Linked DNA regions of Danio rerio: regions 1 and 2 are each linked to region 3. Evidence: chromatin contacts called from public HiCAR-type and HiChIP or PLAC-seq data. All regions are on one chromosome and are shown on one strand. The core of a region is the stretch at or near the end of the contact, and the rest is flanking DNA. Distances in the headings are between cores, read along the strand shown. Region 1 holds the start of slc29a4a (solute carrier family 29 member 4a). Region 2 holds the start of cpsf4 (cleavage and polyadenylation specific factor 4). Region 3 holds the start of actb2 (actin, beta 2).

Region 1 (2,970 bases), core at 111-2,610, 220 kb before region 3:
TTTTGCATTTCGGTTAAGTTGGATATCTGTCAATACAGCTGGTAAAAATACAAACAACATATAATATGAAATGATTTTTATGAGATGCAATGGACCCAGGGCTTACAAATTTAGACAGTTTGAACACACTGTTTGTTTTTAGAGAGTTTAAATGTCAGTTTAATAATAATATCTAAAAAGACCAGTATAAAAATGACTGCTTCTCATCAATGGCATTTTGTCTCAAGTTGCTATGCAACAAATCAACCACATGTAGACAATCCTATTTTCCAAAGTAATTCAGTCTGTGGACTTCAGTAGATACACTTTGAATGTCTGTTCTTTATAGGATGCATCCACTAAATTTTAATACAGCTTACATGTTCATATCTTTTTTTCATAGTTACTGATTATGTTGCACACCTGTTTCCAGTTTAGTTTTAATCTATAAGTATTTAATACCTAGAGTCTGTACAGTTGTCACATATTTAAAATAGTTTTATTTTACTTTTATTTTACTTAAAATGTTCTTACATGGCCTGAAATGAAAATAGATGGATGGATTTAAAAATGTATTCATTTTGTCTGTTGTTGATGTTTATCCCCTGTGTTTCATTTTAAAATTAATATATGCATGAATTTTAGAAGTACTGCAAAAGATCCTCTTCTTGTCGTATATGGATCTCTTTGGCATATTAATAAACTTCAAAATCTAAGGCAGATGACAAGGATGACAAGTAGATGTATATGCAAAAAATGTTGTGTCGTATAGGTGTTATCCAAACCGAACCAGCATATTGAGAGACTGAAACTATTTTTTTCAAACTGGGTCCCAGAATGGGTAAATCGGAAAATAAAACCTTGACATTTTTGTGTGTACAGCCAATCTGTACATTTTGCGAAAATATAATGTCATTATAATGTCACATCAGCCCATGTCTCAACCCACTACAATGGTATCAGTCTGGTTCAGTCAGTGTACACAAAGTTGTATTTTGAGATTACTCCATGTTTTCATATAAAAAAGATTGGATAGGGAAAGTGCTGGCTTAGCCTAAAACTGTTTGTTATGGTTAAACAAACATATTTACATCTTCAAAAAAAAAAACAAAAAAAAAACTGTACACCTATTTTATTATTTGATCTAAGAATAAATTTCTTTTCAGCTACATTACTCCAATCTATTATTTGTTGTTGAAAATTTTTGCGAAATATTTTTTTTGCGTAAAATGTTTTATGATTAGTCTCATATGTATGTAATTTTAAAATATTCAAATATTTTTACTCTGTGTCCATTATTTATTGCTGTATAGATATGCATCATGCAACTAAAATCCTGAAGTGCGTCTTTAAAGCAGTATCCTAATGAAAGCGGTTGCCTTGACAGACTGGAGGCTCACAGACCGATTCAAACGCTGTGTGGGTGGGAGAATGACAGCGGCTCTGTTCCTCTTCACCTTGTGCAGGAGGATATTTACACCGGAGAACCCAAACAACACCACACGGACGATGAAACGGTTTTCTGTGTAGAGAAGAAGGCTTACGGTTGCACGGAGGAACATGCGAATAAGAGCGCAAAGACGCATCTGACTGTTCGGGGGTAAGATTGAACCTGTTGTCTGTCTGATGACTGGATCGCTTTTGTCTTAAAATGATGCATGAGCGCTGCTAGATGAATAATGGAAATATGTGCTGCGATAACAAGGCAAGGGACGGTAAATAAAGCAGATATCGATTTTTGTGTACATAATAAGGTTTTCTCCCACGAGTAAAACATTTTGATAAGAAGAAAAGTGATGTGTCCACGGGAAGGCGTGCGTTGATATACAGCTGTTTTTATTAGCCTTGCAGCTAGCGTTGATTAACATATTAGCTAAGTAGATTAGTTTATTTAGCATATTTTGTCCTTATGAAAAGTAAGCTAACCAGAATGTTTAAGGTATTTATTGTAGTTAAACCAATTATATCCACAAATTAACCTTGTTTAATGGCTAAACTAACTATAGTTTATAACCACGGCATTTTTATTAATATGGTTGTACTGAAAATGTAATCAACACTCCAGAATACACGAGTACTCCATTTTTACTACAATAAAACCATGGTTTACAGGTGCAAAAGTTTTCACAGAAACTGCATTTGGAGTGCCTTGCAACTTGTTTTGTAAAATCTCAAATTCTCACACTAATTTCACTTATTAAATTATTATAACATTATTATACACAAATATACAACAATGCATATGGGAATCAGGGTCTTTTAATTTCCTCTCCAATAGTTCATCTGCATTCATCAGCTCTCTGTGTCCTATTAGAAAGCTTTTGAATATTTTATTATATATTTATAAATGTTATTATTGTGTCTTTACTGCTCATCAATAGTAAATAGGAGGAGTCTATAATGATTGACAGGTCTTGACAGTTCAGAAGCAGGTGCTGCTCCTGCCTTGTATTTGCATGTTGACATGCTATATCTTAGTTAAACAACATGAGTCACTGTGATAATACGGACCGCACGACAGCTTGGTGAATATGCTGTTGTACATCTTTGTTTGCTTACAAAGTTAAATGATCGACAGTTGATGATGAACATTTCCAGTTGGTTTATTCACTATTTACACAAAGCAACACGCTCAGACGAGGCACAAAATGTGCCCAGCCGCTCTCTAGTCAGTGACGTAACACTGATATCAAAGATTGCTTTTCTTTTGAAGCAGTCGTGCTCTGCTGGCCCCATCCTCCTTCAAAGACATTGGCAGATTTCCAAGGCGAAAGAAATTTCAATATCATGTGGCATCCTGGCCAAGGCTCTGCTTGCTGGAAGAGGCTGATTTGCATTAGGAAAATAGATTTTCTTTTATTTTTTTTTGAGAGCATCTGACTGTCCTTTCCTAAAATAAACCACACAGAAATGCAATATATCCCTTGACAATACATGAGAGTAGTGATGCACATGCATTCATATGCAAATAGAAATAGAAAAGAATATTAC
Region 2 (2,861 bases), core at 202-2,701, 250 kb before region 3:
TGGTACACAATTCCTCATACACCCTTTAAATTTTTTTTTTTAAATTTAAGTTTTCCCTTACCAACTTCTCAGCTATTGATTTCACATCTGAAATGCACCATATTTACAAAAGCATTTCTTATTCATGAAACTATGGCTTCAAATGCTACAAAGCTGTTGCATTATACAGTGTTTTCTTTTATAAAACAATTGAAACTACTGTTTTGAAATCACTGCAATAAATGTAACATGATCCATATTTACAATACAGATGTATTATAATTAGCTTCCCTTTCGCCTTCAGCGTATTTAAACTAAAAACTGAGAAACTATAGGGCTTCAGCTAATGCATTGATAGTATTTTCTTTTTTAAGATTCAGAATGACACTTAAGTTGTTGTTTTTTTATTAGAATAAACACAGCTGATGCTTTTGGAAAAAAGATAAATGGGGGTTTCTTTGAAATAAGTCTTAAAAAATGTTATTTTATGCTTTAAATGTATGTATTTGTTTATTTTAAGTAGGCCAGACTTTGCAGATTAGGAATTCTGAAGTTCAGGACACTCATTCAGCTGAGCTAATGTAAAAAAGTAGCAAATATATGAGTACAGATGCAAAAGTGCCATCTGAAGTGTTCTACTAAAATTTGCATTTTACTTTGCTCCTTTATGGTCAGTTATTTCACTTTAAAAGCAGTGAAAATGAAATATGTATCATCATAAAGTAAAATAACTGGTCATAAACACAGGATCCAGAAAAAAATAAAAATTTTAGAAGAAAATTTCAGATAGGACTTAAAGGCTTTTCCATCTGAACTTTTCTTGTTTTAATATGACTGTAAATCATTCTGATATTTTCTCAATATTGATCAATGAGATTATCGTGGTTTTCATTTTATCATGTACAACAGATTTATGCTGCTGAAAAAAGTTTTCTCTCCATCTTAATATTAATAGTAGCCAAGGGTATAAATAGTTTTTCTTACAGTGTAGAAATGCAACATACGTTTCGAAAATTGTTTTAATAAGCTCCCAATAACACTATTTAATATCGATTTCTTGGAAAAACAGCTTCTAGATTGTATCTATACTTATGAAAGCTACATTTTATCATATTTTTTAAACATATAAACGTATTTATCTCATTAAAATCCTAGTTGTCTTTGTCAATAGGAACCTCCTGCCACACCACACCACTGTCAGCACTCCTTCATAAAGCTGCATGGCGCGAGTGACTACAGCAGACCTTTTAATCAACAACCAACACACTGATCAACAGCGTTTCACATTATTAAAATATGTCGCCTTCTAACAATAAATTGTCAAATTACATTATACATCATTTAAATGCACTTTCAATACAAAACTGTAAGTTGTATAGATAAGCTATTATAAAGTGCACTCCCGCGTTGCCAGAAACCGCCATTCTCTGTGATCGATTATATGGCCTAGAGTTCGTGGGTCAGAGTTCACACTCGAGCAGCGCTGTGGAAGTGGACGTTTCTGAAACCAACTGTTTATTTACAATGTTTTTCTGCTTTACCGGTTCACCCTTGCGCTTTATTAAAAAACGTTTACATAGATAATATATCTGCGTGCTTTTTCAGCCATTCTCTCTTTTTTACGTCTGATATTAAACCACAACAAAGCCAAACTGATAACTTGTTAGCCATTAAGACTTGCTTTACTTTTCTGATCAAGTGTTGTAACGAGAAGAGGTTCAGCTGCTGGTTAAAATATTAATAATATACTCAATATAATTCCAAAATGCAGGAATTAATCGCCACTGTCGATCACATCAAGTTTGATCTTGAAATCGCTGTTGAACAACAATTAGGCGCTCAGCCGTTGCCATTTCCAGGAATGGATAGTAAGTTCATGGATGGATATTTGCTTATGTTCGTCTATTTTTCAAAACATAAGACTAACTAAGCACAGAAAACAGTTTAATAATGATAAATATTCTCTGTTTCCAGAATCTGGCGCTGCTGTATGCGAGTACTTCATGAGAGCTGCTTGTATGAAAGGTGAGTTGTGCATTTCAGAAGCTTGTTGAAGTGTTCATGTGTAAATCAGATTATTATTGACCCTCAATGACTCAACTTTCCCGTTTTTGACAGGTGGAATGTGTCCCTTCAGACACATCAGTGGAGAAAAGACTGTGGTGTGCAAGCATTGGCTTAGAGGCTTATGCAAGAAAGGAGATCAATGTGAATTTTTACACGAGTACGACATGACTAAGATGCCCGAGTGTTATTTCTACTCTAAATTTGGTTAGTATTGTAATATCCATCCATCCATCTATATTTTGTTTGTTAATAATGCTAATACAATGTTTGTATTGTTTTGCAGGGGAGTGCAGTAATAAAGAGTGTCCATTCTTGCACATTGACCCAGAATCTAAGATTAAAGATTGCCCGTGGTATGATAGGGGTTTTTGTAAACATGGTAAGTCTTTTGCTATAATTTCCAGATATTGACATACATATACATTCATACGTACATACACACATACATATATATGCGATTTGTCAAAACATTTTACAGGGTAGAAAAAAGTTAAAATAATTAGCAATATTAACAACAACAAAGCTCCCTAATGTAACAGTTTATTGTCAACCAAAGACATAAAGCAAAAGCCTATAGCTTATGTAAATATTATAATTAATTATAACTAATAATAATTAATTATTCATATTTGCCTCTTGAGCTAGTTTACTAAACTAATAATGTTTAAAAAGTAGAAATTAAAGGGATAGTTCACCCAAAAATGCAATTTACTCACCCTCAAGCGGTTTCAAACCTCTGAGTTTTTCTTCTGTTGAACACCTAAGAAGATATCTTGAAGAATGCTGAAAACCTGCAACCATTGTCTTTCATATTA
Region 3 (3,058 bases), core at 244-2,743:
CAAAAGAACCACCACTTATAAATCAAACCTAGTAGATAACTACAAAGAGACCGTTATGAACTGTCTAAAGACTTCATCAAATCATATTTATCCATTTACACATTTTACTTAACATTAATAGATAGAAACTATAATTAAACGCTTAAAAACTGTAAAACCAACTCACCTTGGGTTTGGGGGGTTGTCGACTTAAGAGAATGGGTTACAAGCAGATGATATTCCGCACTAGCTGCGTGTGGAGGAGCTCAAAGTGAGGCTGAAAAGCTGGGCGCGCTCTTTTATATGACGGCACATACCCGGCTCTAGCCATAAAAGGTAAACTTTCGGAGCTCTGTGCTCTGATTGGTCCAGCGTCACACACCCGGCTGTCGCGTGCACATTGCTACACTTGCTTCTTGCAACTTGAGAGTGAAAGAAGGGGAAGCTTAACTGGTTAAAGAACAAGGCCATGGCGATTTCCTATAAAACTGGAATTTTTATTTGCAAATTTTAACACAGAATTTTTCGTATTTTTCTGCGACAACGCCAAGACTCAATTAAACTTTTCAAAAAGTCTGTGCAGAGTTACAAGTGGCAGAATGCGTCATAATGATGGATGCCTCCATGATCCTGTGTTGTGTTTTCAATCTAACACAACAGCAGCTCTGTAGGTCATTTACCTCTTGTGTTCACGAAATACCGTAATACAAACAATGGGGGATCTAATGAGTACTTTTCCATGTATAAAATGGACATTTTTTTTATCCAAATTAGGATGACACTACTTGTAGTATGTTGTATGAGCAACTAGCTGGTCTTAGCTCAGTAGTAATGCACTTTAAGAAAGTGCTTTAATAACTTTGAATGAATGGGACCTGCATTCCATGCCACATTGCTTCACTATTTTTGTGTGTACAAGTTACACAATGATGTATAAAGTGAGTGATAGCAGTTACATTTTTGCAAGTGGGCCTACCTCAGGTTTAATGTTCATTAGAAATGTTATATGTCAAGTCTTGATCTTAAATAGTTAAATTTTCTGTTCATAATTTCATGTCGTGTCTATGCAGACATAACATTTCTTTTTAAAGAGGTTTATAAGGATAAATCCTAAGAACATAATTCTCATTAAAAGTAGAAAAAAAAAACACTGAAAGTGTTGGTGATCAGCTACAATAAATAATATTTTGCACACATTTCAGATATTGCCACACTGAATAACAGATAAAGCTGTGCTTGAGCAGCAGTGATCATGATAAACTACATGTGACTTTTTACTGTGTAACTTGGGAGTAATGCACATGGCCTTCAGTGGGAGTTATAAACAAAAACAGCTGATTGTGTTAAAAGTGCTTGCTGATACCAAGGACAATGAGGTGATGTGACTTTTATTTTGTTTTTGGCAAATTCCAAGTATTTTGACAAGACTTTTTACAATTCTGAGCATTTTACCTCTAAAATATGGAAGTTTCTCAGAGTAAACGTTGAGTATAGGTAATGACTAGGCCCACACAGAATCTGTGCGCACAGAAATCTGCAGATTTCCCCAGATCTTTAGCCCATCATTGAGTTTATTTATTGACTTGTGTATTTGGATTTGCTCTTTAGTGTTTGGACTCTCAGCAGTAAAAATTAACTCACACTGAACTAAACTGAACTGAACTTAAACTCTTAAAAAATGGACTGACACAGTTTCAATTTACTATACTAATCCTCTAAGTTAAGCTGCTTTGACACAATCTACATTGTAAAAGCACTCTAGAAATAAAGACAAAGGTGTAAATATATGTTTATTCAGTTTTTAAATACATTTCCGTAATATTATTGACTAATATGAAAGTGTTCATTTGATTACAATATGGTCTGAAAGTAATGTTTTCTGTCTTTTAGAAGATATATTATGTGAGAGACTTGCTTTGTCGACCAAATAATTGGATCTAGGTGGACTTGCATTGTATATATTTATTAAAAGTTAAAAAGGTATTATTTTTTTTTATTTCATATAGTAAGTTTTTAGTTACGATACTCCCGAAAAAATCTCGCATAAATCACAGATTGTTTACAAAATTCTCTGCAGAAAAAGCAAAAAATGTCAGCAGATTCTGTCTGGCCCTAGCTATGACCCAACAGAGCAAACAGAATAAATACAACGAAATTTAATATACAGCATCAGATATAAAAGTGAATGTTTTATAGCTGTTTGTGTATAGAAAAAATGAGAAAAAACAGACATAAACAGCATCATAGTATGAATGTCTAAAAACTTGTTATCTGCAAACTGGATACTCATCAATAAGGTCTCCTCCTTCCATCCCCCAACATCTTTTCAAAGAATGCCAAGCATCCATCCACACCCCCCTTTATAAACACACAGGTTTTTATAAGATAAGCAAATATTTAGCACCAATCTGTGGTTAATGTGATGTAACACACAACAAACAATGCATTCAGCATATCCAGTCAATTCTATTTTTTAACCAACCATGCTTCTCTTTGTAACTTTTGTAGATTGCACAGGGGATCTTGTTACAGCAGATGTGCTTTTGTGAGTCCATAGTTCCCCCGAGGACCACCACCCTTCCCTGATAGCAGCCCACTACAGCCTTCCCATTCATCTCTAAATAAGGTACTGTCCTAATGAACCTCAGCTTTGCCCCATGACATAAGATTTCCAGAGCAATAAAGTGTTGTTGACTGTCAGTGTGATAATGTCATTGTCCTTTAGAATGCCAAAGTCTCTTATCTCAATTCTGATACCAAAGCTCTCCCAGTACACCATTCATGCATAATGATAAGAAACATATTTATGAAGTTGTTCTCAAAGGAACACTTTTTGGGCGTGTCATGCTGCATTTCATAGTTTGTTGTTTGGCACCCACATAAATAAAACAAGTGTGTTTTTGATAATAATAATAATAAGGGATGCACCGATACCAGTATCAGGTTTTGGGTCGATACTTGGTTAAAATATTCTTACTCGTATTGCACATGAAATGCTGAAACCACGCACCAATACCACTCAACAAGATTTCATTACATGGATGTGATTTGTTGTCCTACCTGACATCGATGTCTTGAT

Evidence for each region. HiCAR-type assays count read pairs that join an accessible place to other places. HiChIP or PLAC-seq counts read pairs in DNA pulled down with a chosen protein or histone mark.
Region 1: an H3K4me3 HiChIP or PLAC-seq map of embryo shows a contact between it and region 3, with 4 times the contacts expected there. The contact joins the promoter of slc29a4a here to the promoter of actb2 in region 3. A contact is called at or near these places in 1 of 18 Hi-C or Micro-C datasets (caudal fin) and 1 of 4 datasets of contacts at active chromatin or transcription factors (embryo).
Region 2: a contact with region 3 is called in a HiCAR-type map of caudal fin, with 4 times the contacts expected there. The contact joins the promoter of cpsf4 here to the promoter of actb2 in region 3. A contact is called at or near these places in 3 of 18 Hi-C or Micro-C datasets (caudal fin, hematopoietic stem cells and an unstated tissue) and 3 of 4 datasets of contacts at active chromatin or transcription factors (caudal fin, embryo and gastrula embryo).

The regions. Positions count from the first base shown.
Region 1 is chr3:39,261,910-39,264,879 of GRCz12tu, forward strand. It overlaps slc29a4a (solute carrier family 29 member 4a), which reads left to right and starts at 1,361. Exons shown (of 11, transcript NM_001362610.1): 1 at 1,361-1,579.
Region 2 is chr3:39,235,831-39,238,691 of GRCz12tu, forward strand. It overlaps cpsf4 (cleavage and polyadenylation specific factor 4), which reads left to right and starts at 1,452. Exons shown (of 8, transcript NM_131009.1): 1 at 1,452-1,847; 2 at 1,954-2,004; 3 at 2,098-2,250; 4 at 2,330-2,425. The coding sequence starts at 1,745.
Region 3 is chr3:39,483,795-39,486,852 of GRCz12tu, forward strand. It overlaps actb2 (actin, beta 2), which reads right to left and starts at 1,494. Exons shown (of 7, transcript NM_181601.5): 1 at 1,482-1,494; 2 at 167-256.